3 separate regions of the Gossypium hirsutum genome follow, and regions 1 and 2 are each linked to region 3. Evidence: chromatin contacts called from public Hi-C data. All regions are on one chromosome and are shown on one strand. The core of a region is the stretch at or near the end of the contact, and the rest is flanking DNA. Distances in the headings are between cores, read along the strand shown. Region 1 holds the start of LOC107948320. Region 2 holds the start of LOC107933797. Region 3 holds the start of LOC107948364 (CASP-like protein 5A1).

Region 1 (4,660 bases), core at 59-2,558, 630 kb after region 3:
ACCCAAAAAAATAAAAAATACCAAAATAATTTATTCAAGAAACTATGTACCAAAATGGTACATCTGGGGTGGTCACGCCTCTGTCATGGGCGGCACCACCCTAGGTCTTTTGACAAAAAAAAAACACAAATCACACAAATCTGTTAAAAAAAGGATTTGACAACTCACCTAGCACCGGTCACGCCTTCCCCATAGGCGGCACCAGTGTTGTTGCCATGGAAGAAGAAGAAAAAGAAAAAGAAGAAGAAGAAGAAGAAGAAGAAGAGGGCGGCAAGAAAGGAAAGAAAGAATAGAGAGGGAAGGAAAGAGAAAATTGAGGAAAATAAATAAATAGAAAGGAAAGTTTAAGGTTTAGGGAAGAATAATTAAAATTTTTAAAAGGTAATCTTTTTTTGTTATAAAATTTAATTTGTATATACAAATAATAAAGAAATATTATTATACAAATATTACAAATTTATAAACTTAAATATTTACATATACAAATAATATAGAAATATTATTATCTGTAAATATTTAAGTTTATAAATTTGTAATATTAAACCCTAAACTTTCCTTTCTATTTATTTATTTTTCCTTATTTTGTAACATTTAAGTTTATTTTTCTCTTTCCTTCCCTCTCTTTTTTTTATATTTCTATATTATTTGTATATGTAAATATTTAAGTTTATAAATTTGTACTATTTATTTTTATTTTTCTCTTTGTTTATTCAATAGAAATATTATATGTATAATTGTATGTATTGTTATTTTAAAAGTCGGTATAAATTTTTTTATGTTATTTTAAAAGTTGATATAAATTTTTAACTCATAATTTAGTACAGTGTAATATTTTGCAGGTTAATTATACAAGATAAGTAACCAATTTGTAATGATTAATTACAACAAATAATTATAACATGCCAAATAATTTAAATTACATAAAAAATATATCTAATCAACCTAAAACACACATAACAAATAAATTATATAAAAATAAAACATTCTTTGTACATAACATAAATAGATTTTTTTACTTCAATAAACATTAAAAATAAATTATAAATCAATAAAAATATAAAATAAATACAAACATACCTTAATAACTCTTTTTAACCAAATAATACCTTATAAAAATAAAATTAAAAATTAAATTCCAATGAAATCAACATAATAATAATAATAATAAATTAAATTATATAACAAAAAAATTATATTTTTAACACTTTAATTATTCTTGTAAAAAACCAGAAAAGGAAAAGAAATAATAACTATAGCAATTAAAACGCGGGTTTAATTATTCTTCTCTAAACCCTAAACTTTCTTATTTATTTATTTATTCCCTTATTTTTCTCTTTCATTCCCTCTCTCTTCTTTCTTTTTTCTTTCTTTCTTTCCTTTCCTGACGCCCTCTTCTTCTTCTTCTTCTTCCATGGCTGCCTCCACCCTAAGCGTGACTGGTGCTCTCAGGTGAGTTGTCAAATCCTGTTTTTTTAACAGATTTGTGTGATTTGTGTTTTTTTTTTGTCAAAAGAACTAGAGTGGTGCCGCCCATGACAGAGGCGTGACCTCCCTAGATGTACCATTTTGGTACATAGTTTCTTGAATATATTATTTTGGTTTTTTTATTTTTTTGGGTACTATTTTTGTAAAAAACCTGCATAAACTCACAGTGCATTTGGGTGAGGAAATTGCTGAAAGGGTCCGATGTATTCTTATTGTTGGGAATCCGCAGGAGGACATGATGGGGTGGGGGGAGGAGCCGTCAAATGATTTTTCAGAAAGAAGTGGCTATAAGATCTTAATTCAAAGTGTTGTGGCTGCTGATAGGAGTGATACTTATAAAACTTTTTATAAAAAAACTCTGGTAGATCAATTTACCAGAGAAAATAAAAATTACAACATAGATAATTTTTAAAAATTACATCCCTAGCTATTACAATTTGTACAATAGGAGGATACGAAGTTCAGCAATGTGCCCAAAATGTACAAGAGATGTCGAAACTTCTGAGCATATCTTTAGCGACTATCCGTCTGTAGCAGAAATATGGAGAAAGTTAGATCTTGAATGGCCTGATAATATTGCAAATAGTTCTTTACAGGATTGGCTTAATTATATTGTTTCCTCTTTCTCTACTACTACATGCAGAGCAGTGATTTGTACTCTATGGTATATTTGGTCAACCAGAAACAGGCTAATACATGACAGAAGGATCATATTATCTCAAGACATAATTCATATAGTCGAGGCTTATATTAGAGAGGTTAATGGGGTACAAAGGAAATTACCTGTTAAAAGGGTGAAGTGTGAACGATGGAGGCTTCTAGAGGCTTCTTTCCTTAAAGTAAATTTTGATGCAGCGTTTAAAGGAAATGACAGGAGATCTTGCACGGAGATTGTAACCAGAAACTAGGAGGATCAAGTGGTGGGTTCAAAGACAATAGTGAATCGTCATATACCTACGAGTTTTGTAGTAGAGGCCCTTGAATATCTCCAGGCAGTGGTTTGGGGGATATTTTTAGGGATTCGAGAAGTGCTGGTGGAAGGGGACGCCTTGTCGATGACAAAAAGGATGTGGTCCTGCAATGAAAATGGTTCGGTTATAGGGGCTTATATACACGATGCAAAAAAAAAAAGCAGAAGGTTTCACAAGATGCTCATTTAGACATGTTCATAAAGATGCGAATAGAGTTGCACATATACTAGCCAGAGAGGGGGAGTACTTATCTGGAGGGGTGTGTGTCGGATTTTGCGAGAGATGCGGTGGACAACGATCGGTGCGAGCAATAGTTGGGGGAAGTTGAAAGAAATGGTGGAAATGCTTCTCTGATAGTATCGCAAGGAATTTGAAGGGGGCTCTGACGAGAGGAGGATATTGAAGGCCGTGGGGTGAGGGTATGAAGGCTGGTGGCTTTTACTGGCCGTGTTGATTTCCTTGAAGATCGATGATCTTAGGGGGGCTCGATTTGAGATCAGGGAGGAGGTGACGGTATGATTTTTTGCTTAGAATTAGAGGTTGCTGTTTGGTTTTCCATGGAAAGGGAGAGTGGGTATGGCTTTGGAAACGATAGATTTCTCGAATGCTTTGCTAAGTGGAAAAGTTTGGTTATTATTTATTTAATTTGTTTAGTTCAGATTTTTCTATTGGGTTTTGATTTCTTTTGATTATATATTTTTTTGTTTAGTCTAGTTTATTATTATTAATAAAATAACTCAGATTCCCTTAAAAAACAGTTGAGGTAACAATGAAATAATTATTTTTATTATTTTAAAAAATATTTTTAATAATCTTGACTTTTATGTAGCTATAGTTAAATATTTTTTTTTAAATATACTTTTAGCATAGGTTTAAACCATATTACTCTCATCTCTACCCTTAATATTATATAAATATTTTTTATTTAAATAATTAATAACTTAATTTGAAGAAAATCTAAAATAATAAAAAAAATAAAATTAGTTTTAAAAAGAAAAAAAACAAATTTTGTAGTTTTGAAAATTAACTCTAGATAGATTTCAATTCCCAAGTATTTTTTTTAATTTTAAAAATAAATTAGTTAGAGTTAAATTAATTTATAAAGTATTCAATTAAATAATAGATTACAAATTATATTGAGTTATTTTAAGGGATAAATATCAAAACTATACATGAATTTTGATCTAATGTGTAATGTTGTACATGAACTTTGATTTTGTTTAATTTTATACATGAAATTTTAATTTGATTTAATTTTCGCAAAACACTAACAATATTATCGAATTAGTACCATTTTACATTGATATATTGGCATACACAAACAACTATATTAATACAATATGAAAATAAATATATGTATTCATTTCTTTAAACGTGTACAATTGAATCAAAATTAAAATTTCATGTATATATATGAATCACAATTCAAGTTTTATGTGTATAATATCATTTACATGCTTAAAAAAAATGATTTTCCATTAATTTATTGGTGCCTACAATCTTATTTTTAAGATTATCTTAATCTAAGTTATTTTCAAGTAGAGAACATCAATATAATTTATATTTAATATAATGATAGTATACCGGATTATATTTTAATATATCATTACGTGATTTTTTTAATTTAATGATGTGTAATCATCTAATTCACTGATAATATATACAATAATATATTATCAATACATGATATATATTTCAACAAAGTGTGGTGAAAGGGGATTGGCAAGGACTTGGGGCTTAAATTATATTTTAAGCCTTCTCAAAATTAAAAAATTAATTTAGAAGTTTTTTAAATTTTAATTAATTAAAAAATTATAATTTTAATCTTTAAAAATTTAATAATTTAATTTAAACATTTTTAATATAAAACTTTTAACTTTGATCCGTCAATTTTTATAATCCAATCTCAAACCCTTTAAACAAAATTAGACGCACACAAGTTTTATCATTATACTGCCTTGATTGGCCTTTGTGTTGTTATTCATTGCTTCGGCCACAAGACCTAGTCTTAAAGAAACATATGAATTGAAGGAGAGCCCAGAGAAAAGGGGCAATTGGGCAACCTATACGTCTGAATTGAATACTCAAGAAACAGGCCGAGGTCATGCCGCAAGTTGGAACCCAATTTGTAAATGGACTTCAGTCAAATACTATACTAAAATTAAAAGGAAAATCAAGAACAAGATTGTCAATTTGTCATCATC
Region 2 (4,361 bases), core at 1,290-3,789, 610 kb after region 3:
TCGTGGGGGTATGCAGATCTTCGTCAAAACCTTAACCGGTAAGACCATCACCCTCGAAGTCGAGAGCTCCGACACCATCGACAATGTCAAGTCTAAAATCCAAGACAAGGAAGGCATCCCACCAGACCAGCAGCGTCTCATCTTCGCCGGCAAACAGCTCGAAGATGGCCGTACCTTGGCCGATTATAATATCCAGAAGGAATCCACCCTCCACCTCGTCCTCCGTCTTCGCGGGGGCATGCAGATCTTCGTGAAAACCTTGACTGGCAAGACCATCACCTTAGAGGTGGAGAGTTCGGACACCATCGACAATGTAAAGGCGAAGATTCAAGACAAGGAAGGGATCCCACCAGACCAACAACGTTTGATCTTTGCAGGGAAGCAGCTTGAGGATGGGAGGACCTTGGCTGATTATAACATCCAGAAGGAATCGACCCTTCACCTTGTTTTGAGGCTTCGTGGAGGCATGCAGATTTTCGTTAAGACATTGACTGGGAAAACAATCACATTGGAGGTGGAAAGTTCGGATACAATTGATAATGTGAAGGCGAAGATTCAGGACAAGGAAGGTATCCCTCCAGATCAGCAAAGGCTCATCTTTGCTGGAAAGCAATTGGAGGATGGGAGGACTTTAGCTGATTATAACATTCAGAAAGAGTCCACCCTTCACCTTGTTCTTCGTCTCCGTGGTGGGCAGTGAGAAGTTAATTCTTCTTTTGTCTTTGTTCTAGCTTAAGATGGTCGCAAATAAGCCTTTAGGAAAGTGCCTATTTTCTTATCTCTTAATGTAACATGTTAAGCTAAGTAAACCTTCTGTTTGGAATAAAAGTTTGGTGATTTCGTATCTGCTAATTAATTGCTGAATCAAATCTTTTCAATGCAATGATCACTGTTGAAATGGGTAATTTGTGATGCTTAATGTATTGTAAATTAGAAAAAAAATCAGTGTTGACACAGCAAAGAACCACATGATTGGGCTGCCAGCATTAGATGAAATGTTACTTGATAGTTTTTTATGTCTTGCAAAGCAAGACATAAAAAGGGATCAAAGCAATGAAGATTTAGAAACAAAGGTAGAACTTATCATCTCATATTTAAGCAGCTCTTAAGCATATTTGCTACTTGTTTTATCAACTTCGGTCTTGAAAACAAGTACTATTCTTGTTCTTCGAACACTCAGGACTTGGATTTTATTTTGTGGAAAACAAGACGTGTGTTATGAAATTTTCATATATCTGTACATAAGCTCTGCAACAAAGACAGAGGCAGGTTCTCTGAAAAATCAAAACACAATTTTTATAATGTGTACAGATGGAGTTGGAGAAATGAGAAGTTCTATTGTGTTGCCAATGCAGCTGATTAAGTTTCAATATGGAAAGACTAAAGTACTTTTGTGGTGTCTATTTTAGGCTAATATTTCTACCCATATCAACTTTGTTTCATTGGAAATGCCTACTCCTACTCTAGACACAAAGAACATACATGTTTTTCTTTTCTGAGACTACCCATTAACCCTTCTTCTCAATTTCAAATCGTAAGTCCTATCCAACATATTGATTTAAAATCCAATTTCTTGACTTATGGGTATCATGAAAAATATTGATAAATAGTTATCATTTTATATTTTCAAGGAAAATTAAATGGAAAGCAAAAAGAAAAAGCTACTAACTTTTAGAGTAGTTTGGAAAGTTAATGAGTCCATGAAAAGCCATAGGTCTAAAGCTCACGATCATTTTGGGCTAACTTCCAAGTTACAGTAGAAATTGCTTAATCTAAACCGCCATAAATTCCAAAATCTTGGGAAAACGTAAAGAAAAAGGGTCATTCCGAGAATTGAACTCGGGACCTCTCGCACCCTAATCGAGAATCATACTACTAGACCAAATGCCCTAATTGATTTTTGCTCATGACATCAAAATATTAAAGAAAGATTCCAAAATTATATATGATATTTTAATTATAATTTAAATATATACGCAAAATTTTAATTTTGATTTAAGTAAAACATATTTAAAAAAATAAACTCATAAATTTATTTTTATATTGAATTAATATAATTATTTGTGCATGTAATATATAAACATAAAATAATGTTATATCAATATAATTATTAATAATTTATAAGAATTGAACCAAATCAAAATTTCATTTATAAAATTATACAAAATTAAAATTTATGTATAAAATTACATATTAAATTAATATTCAAATAATTTGCGTTAATTATTTGTGTGTGTACAGAAGATATAATCTTCAAGCTAACATAAAGCGGATATTAATTGCAATGTTTAAAGAGACGTTTGTGAGTCATGAGTTATGAGTTGCTGGATTATTTCGGTTCACTATCCATGATTTGTCCTGATTGGAGCTTCAATTAGAAAGCAGATTATATTTGACAATGGGCGATTACGAGAGTTGATACCACCTGCTTGTCCTGGGTTGGTTTAGAGTCCCCCTTGGTGGTCCACTATTATGACATACAGAATCAACATGACTGCAACAAATAGTATCCATATCATGTATATGGGTCTCTTACGAAAAGATGTGGAGTTGGATGAATCCATGGCCATCACCACATCTTCCACTGCCCAAAGGTTCCACCACTTCTATATTCCAATGCTTTTCCTTATTCTTTCAACACCATACAACCCCCACACTGATGCTGATAAATAACCCTCTCTCCCTCCATGTATTCCCCCCTCCCCCTTTTTTCTCAATGGCTAATAACCTCTCTTTATGTCTCGTAGGAGCCATGGATCGTCTCTGGTTTCAACAGATTATTCTTTTCCCAGACCCCTTTTCACCATATTTCCCCCTTGAACCAAAGCAGCCCCTCTCAGAATCTACCACTACAAGCTCATCATCTTCAAGCCTCTCTTTATCATCTGTTGCAGACCAAGAAATACCAGCGCTGGTAAACAGTAATAATAATAATAAAATGAATGAAAAAGAACTATGCTCATCAAGTTCAACACTCTTGAAATATGTTTCTTATTTTTTGTTTCATTTTTGCTGTTGTTTTTCATGGTGATCAAATTCTTAGGATGATCCTAAAAAAGAGGAAAAACAATTGAAGAAAAGATCAAGAAGAGGGAATCTTAGTCGTTCACATTCTCCATCACAATCGACTCATAAACATCAGAGGATTAACCATCAATGCAAACTGCAAAAATCCACGAGTTGTAGGAGCTTGAAAGACTTGGAACTGGAAGAAGTAAAAGGGTTCATGGATCTTGGATTTGTATTCACAAAAGAGCACTTGAACGCCAGGATGATTAGTGTTATCCCCGGCTTGCTCAGACTTGGATTTTCCAGAACTAAACGGATCCATAATGAAGTCAATGTTGATGCTGACCAACTATCTAAAGACGATGATATTGAACAAGAAGAGAAGAGAGGTGTTATAAGACCATATTTATCAGAAGCTTGGCTGATTAAAAGACCCGATTCTCCTTTGCTGAATCTAAGAGTACCAAGGGTCTCTGCTGCTGCTGATATGAAGAAACATCTCAAGTTTTGGGCTAGAACTGTTGCATATGTAGTTCAACAAGATTCATAAAACAAGAGAGCAGATCCCAACTTCGAACCTAAATCTACCACACAACTAGGTCTATAGCTAGCTGCAACTGTAAAAAGAGGAGTTTGTAATAAAAAAGTCATAAAAGATAGTGTACTCTAAATAAAAGATGAGCCAAAAGCTCTTTTTGTCACCATTTTTAACTACTAGTAGTGGTTAGGATAAATGGAAAAAACTTTAAAAAGGATCTTTTTCTTTTGTTATATTGAGTCATCCAAATTGCTGAAAAGATAAGGCAAACCAAAAAAGGAAGATGATCATGATGGTCCTACCATGTTCCGGGTTGAGAAAGAATCAGAAACAGTAATAATAGGAAACATGGCTTTTAACATCCGCCAAGAGCTAGCTCCATTTCTACTGTTCTATCCCAAGTTTTGTCTGCATTTGATGTTGAGAATGTCCATGCCCATGCATATATGGCCATGGTATTCCTGTGAGGTTTAACATATCAAATCATGGGGGGAATGGTTTTTTCTTTCATAATGATTATTTGTCCGGCATTCTTAAATCTTATTTAACAGACTTTTAGCAGCATTTTTTTAGGTTTATAAGCACCGCTAAAACAATTTGCGGCGTTTTTATAAGCGCTGCAAAAAATGCCAATATAGATTACGCCACTAAAATTTGTGACGTTTATGTGAAAAAAACACCGCTAAAGGTCATGACCTTTAGCGCCGCTTTCCCACAAACGTCGCTAAAGGTCATGACCTTTCGCAACGCTTTCCCACAAACACCGCTAAAGGTCATGACCTTTTGCGGCGCTTTTACCTAAAACGCCACTAAA
Region 3 (4,590 bases), core at 540-3,039:
GTAAAAAATTTATAAAACAATCCATTTTTTATATACAATGTTTAAAGTTATTCGATACACACTGCTCCAAATTTTAATATCATATATGTTATAAAATCAATCTGATCATTCAATAATGGTAGGTCAATAAGAATCAATAGATCCTATCGAATTTTCCTTTAATCAACAACAACATGTTAATAATACACTCCATTGCAATTTTAATTAAATTTCAATTCTTTTCTTTATTCAAATATAATGTATAATACAACTCAAAACCTCCTTAATTTAAAAAAAGAAAAAAGAAAAACTTGAAATATTTTTTTTCCTTTCATAAGAAAGATTAAAGAACAATTTTATATAAAAAAAAAGAAATAGTAGAAAAAACATACCAAATAAAATTATATAAATTTCTTGATAAAAAGCTTAAAGATCATAAAATACCTAAATGGTTAAAGGAAATCTGAAGTACCAATGAGTGTTTGGTTCAAATCTTGTGGCTTTTTTCTTGGACGTAAATTACTTTTATAATTTTCCTGACATAAAATAATAATAGCTCGTGGGTTAAAAGAATAGAGAGAGTAAAAAGGCATTTTTATTGATTAATGGAAATGATTTACAATGCTTCATAGATATAAAAAGTATACATGATATAGAATTCTATTTTTAATGATTATTAAAATCCTAAAATACATTAAACTTATCTTGATTTTTATAAATATCTACTTGATAATAAATTATTCATTAAAAAATATATAATTATCATGAATTGTTATTTTTTAAAAATAAACTTACAACTAATGATGTCTTAGCTTAATGAAAGTTGAGGTCCTGAAATTTTAAGATCCTATGTGTCATACATGGAATCTCAGCCCCACCATATATAAACTCTATATAGATTTATTTTTATATAAGTTTGCATATATTCTAGTTTTCCATTTTTTATAATGGCTAATTTTAATTACATTTATTTAGATGTATTTTTTTTAATTACAGATGTAATTATACTTGTAATTTTAAACATATATTAATGGGTTGACGTGTAAATTTTTCACTTTACTTTTAGTGATTATTGAAATTTATTTCTATAATTTTTATGATTAATATTTCTCATTCTACTTATCAACTAAAACTTTAATTATATATTGAATCTTATCACTTTATTTTGTTTGATTGAATTTTATAACTAAAGTTTGATTTTTTTAATGATTTTTTCTATGCAATTTTAATCTAATTAAAAATATTTGAGAAAAGATTTAATAAAAATATTTTTAATATTTTATTTTAATACAAAACAACAATAAGTTAATTAATGTAATATTAAAAATTAATGAAACAAGTTTTTATAAAAAGATTACTTTTTTCTTTTTATATATATTTAAAATTTCAAGGCTTTATAGCATTAAAATTTTTTTAAGTTAATTTATTAATTTTTAATAATTTAAATTATTGTTAACTATTAAAATAAAATACTTGAATTAATATTAAATAGTTAATTTTACTTATTGTTAATTTTGTTTTTAATCTGCTATTGATAATTTTTTTTTAATTCTGAACATATTAATTCTTCAGCAATAATATTTTTGAAATTTTATTTTTTCTAAAATGTCTATATAAAATCATGGTAATTTTGATAAAATAAATATAAAAGTTGAAAACAACTATCACAATGAAATTGTAATTTTATTTATTTATTTTTGTTAAGAGTTACTAATGATGTATAAAAAAACAAGAACAAAACACTGAAACCCACAACTAAAACGATATCTGTTGCAGAAGTAAAGAGTAAATATTTGTTCAAAAAAAGTGATATAAAGTTAAGCATTGTACAGCAGAAAAGCATTTATAATCCCCATCTGCATTGCCATTTGCAGGTCCAAAAAGAAAGCATTTATGCCCTTTGAATTTTGACCTTCTTTTTTCTAAGGAGATCAAATCAATGGTGCTTTCGTTTTGATGGTAGATTAAGATTAGACCCCACTTCTCTCATGAAACTAAGGGCCCAGATTCAAACTTTGTAACTAAAGTGGGTGAATGAGAGCTGAGTAGCTCCGCACACACGGGGGAAGGGAACTCAACCCCAGACTTTTCCGCCCTTCACTTTGTAAGCAAAGTTAATGAAATATTAGATTTTTTTTTTCAGTTCTATAAAAATCCCTGACTTTCCCATGAAGAGGAAGGGAAGCAATGAACGTGAGCCGTCCGGCGGTTCACCCGGTGGAGGCTCCACCGATGACGGAGGCGGCGGTACACGGTCCTAGAGTAAGGATGAAGGACATCCAAGGCATGCCTGGGACTAAAGGTGGCCTCTTTCTTCGTCTTTCTCAGTTCATTTTCTCCATCATTTCTGTCTCTGTCATGGCCACCACCAATGACTTCCGCTCTGCCACAGCTTTTTGGTGATTACCCCCTTTTTCATTTCATTTCCTTTTCATTTTTTATTTATGTTTCAATCTTTATACAAACACCCAATAGATTGTAAACTTTAGCTATTGAAATGACATCCAATTTGTTGGTCTCGATCATCACCATCCACCAAACTTTTCTAATTTTTGTTTGAGTTTTAAAATCAACTACAAGCTTCTTTCAAGTTCTTCTTTAGTTCTCGCATCTTTCAACCTGACATATGGGGAAACGGTTACTATGTTTATACGACATTTTATATAATAAATGCATTTGAGATATGTCAAGACTTTGATGAAGGGATGCCTTTTTTTTTTTTTTTCCTTTGTAATTGAATTAAACTGTTCTGAGCATATAGTGTTATATGATGAGCTCGGCTCGAGTGATCTATGTTACTGGGGAGTGACGAGTGAGTGTCAGATACGGGTACGGGTACTTTGAATATTGAAGTTTTTTCGAGGACTCTTGGAGGGTATATCCTCATACCATGGCCGAATATGCGTTGGACATGGTCGAAGTTGCATAGGGAAACATACTATTTGGGCGTACAGAATTGAAAACAACATTTATCTGTTCACAAGCTACATTAAAGTGGTTCCATATTTTCTTTAATAGTGTGTTAAACTATCCTACGAATGTTTGTCTCCAATGTAATACTTTAAATCGTTAAAGAAATAGGCTCATATTTGCTAGTCCCCTGAAAATTTTAACTTAGACCTTGCTGATGTAGTATATTTCACTAATCGCTGGTTATTCTGATTTTGCAAATGAACTTTCCAGATAGTTTGGAAAAAAAAAAAAAAGGAAGAAAATTCTAAGCTTTGGTGAATAGAGGTGTTAGAAATGGAGTATGACATTATTTATAGGATGCCATTGCACTCTCTGTGGACTGTGGGGATGTTTCGCTATTTTGAATGGGATGTAAGATTTACTTCATTTGGTAGTTGAATTAAAATGGTGACAGTTTCGGTGCAGATCACTTCGACACTTACATTTGCCGCTGCATCTGCATCAGCTGGCATAACAGTCTTGATTGACAATGATCTTGATAAATGTAGTGTGAATCACTGCACTAAGTTTGAAACAGCTACAGCAATGGCCGTCATCAGCTGGTTTGCAATGTCACCATCCTTTCTGCTGAATTTATGGTCATTGGCTTCCCACTGATAATTGTGTTGCACTTCTGCTGTAAGCCTTTTGCAGACTTTCCAATCTGCTGTATTGTTGATTACACCATCTCTGTATATATATTTTTTGCTAGGCTTCCAATACTTGTATCTTTGAGGGAACAGGGTATTTAAATTATAAATTACTTACTACCCCTCTATTCGCTCAATCCCTAACACTTGTTGGCTACTGATCATGGATTTTCAATGATAATGATTATTGAACTTCAAGCTTAGTCCTTTGTACCAAATTCGTCTGAAGAAATTGAGTATCTGAATTGAAATAAAATTTCATGAACTACAGTAAGATAACAGAGTACTGCTCCAACTCCAATGTAAAATATTCAATCAGTTTTATCATATCAGTTCAATGGCGGCAGGCATGGGAAGTAGTTACAGTTAGTAATAGAGCATCAACAAGCTGTAAGAAACTAATCCCAGTCTCCACCCACCATCCAAGGAAAGAGAATTCCCAGTCCTCAAACACCTATTGGCTATTACATGAAAATCGAGGCCTAAATTATGCATAGGGAGAGAACAACTTAAAAAGTTCCATCACCAGACTTGAATAACTCGAGAAGCCGCAGACGCCAAACCAATTAGTTGCAAGCACAGGAGTCAGGTGAAGTTGTGCTCAACCCAAATATGAGCGAAGTTTTGTAAGTTTGTCTACTATGTGTGACATCTCCGTTTCTCTGCCACAAGCTCATTTTTTAACGTTTCCACTTGCTCGAGTAAAACAGCATTTTCCTGATAATATAGCAAATATTAATAACAGAAGGCATATTTGAGGCATTCTTAATTTTGCTCGGCAAATCCATTTTTTAAGCACTGTACCAAAATCGATTGCAGTTTCACAAAGTTTTCAATGATTCCTTAGTGATAAGGAAGTCTGTCTCACTTTCATTTTAGTTTACAACCGGATAGGAAAATCATGATCGAATGGCTTAGTTCTAGCATTTCCATTGAAGAAGAATACAAAGAATGACAAATAAAACATACAGGATAGTGGTCATAAGAACAGAAGAACAAGAAAGAAACA

What was found. Hi-C and Micro-C count contacts between places; a contact is called where the count stands out from the background.
Region 1: a contact with region 3 is called in a Hi-C map of leaf, with 3 times the contacts expected there. The contact joins the promoter of LOC107948320 here to the promoter of LOC107948364 in region 3. A contact is called at or near these places in 2 of 34 Hi-C or Micro-C datasets (both in leaf).
Region 2: a contact with region 3 is called in a Hi-C map of leaf, with 2.2 times the contacts expected there. The contact joins the promoter of LOC107933797 here to the promoter of LOC107948364 in region 3. A contact is called at or near these places in 2 of 34 Hi-C or Micro-C datasets (both in leaf).

Annotation. Positions count from the first base shown.
Region 1 is chrA04:68,687,980-68,692,639 of Gossypium_hirsutum_v2.1, forward strand. It overlaps LOC107948320, which reads left to right and starts at 1,309. Exons shown (of 2, transcript XR_001697331.2): 1 at 1,309-1,449; 2 at 1,715-3,114. LOC107933779 (a long non-coding RNA gene) reads right to left here and starts at 2,493. Exons shown (of 2, transcript XR_001693706.2): 1 at 2,269-2,493; 2 at 1,809-2,013.
Region 2 is chrA04:68,670,357-68,674,717 of Gossypium_hirsutum_v2.1, forward strand. LOC107933797 reads left to right here and starts at 2,540. Exons shown (of 2, transcript XM_016866080.2): 1 at 2,540-2,914; 2 at 3,044-3,829. The coding sequence starts at 2,543. The coding sequence ends at 3,559. LOC107933786 (polyubiquitin) reads left to right here. Exons shown (of 1, transcript XM_016866070.2): 1 at 1-844. The coding sequence ends at 700.
Region 3 is chrA04:68,059,490-68,064,079 of Gossypium_hirsutum_v2.1, forward strand. It overlaps LOC107948364 (CASP-like protein 5A1), which reads left to right and starts at 1,790. Exons shown (of 2, transcript XR_001697344.2): 1 at 1,790-2,378; 2 at 3,358-3,784. LOC107948362 reads right to left here. Exons shown (of 4, transcript XM_016882869.2): 4 at 3,858-4,298. The coding sequence ends at 4,221.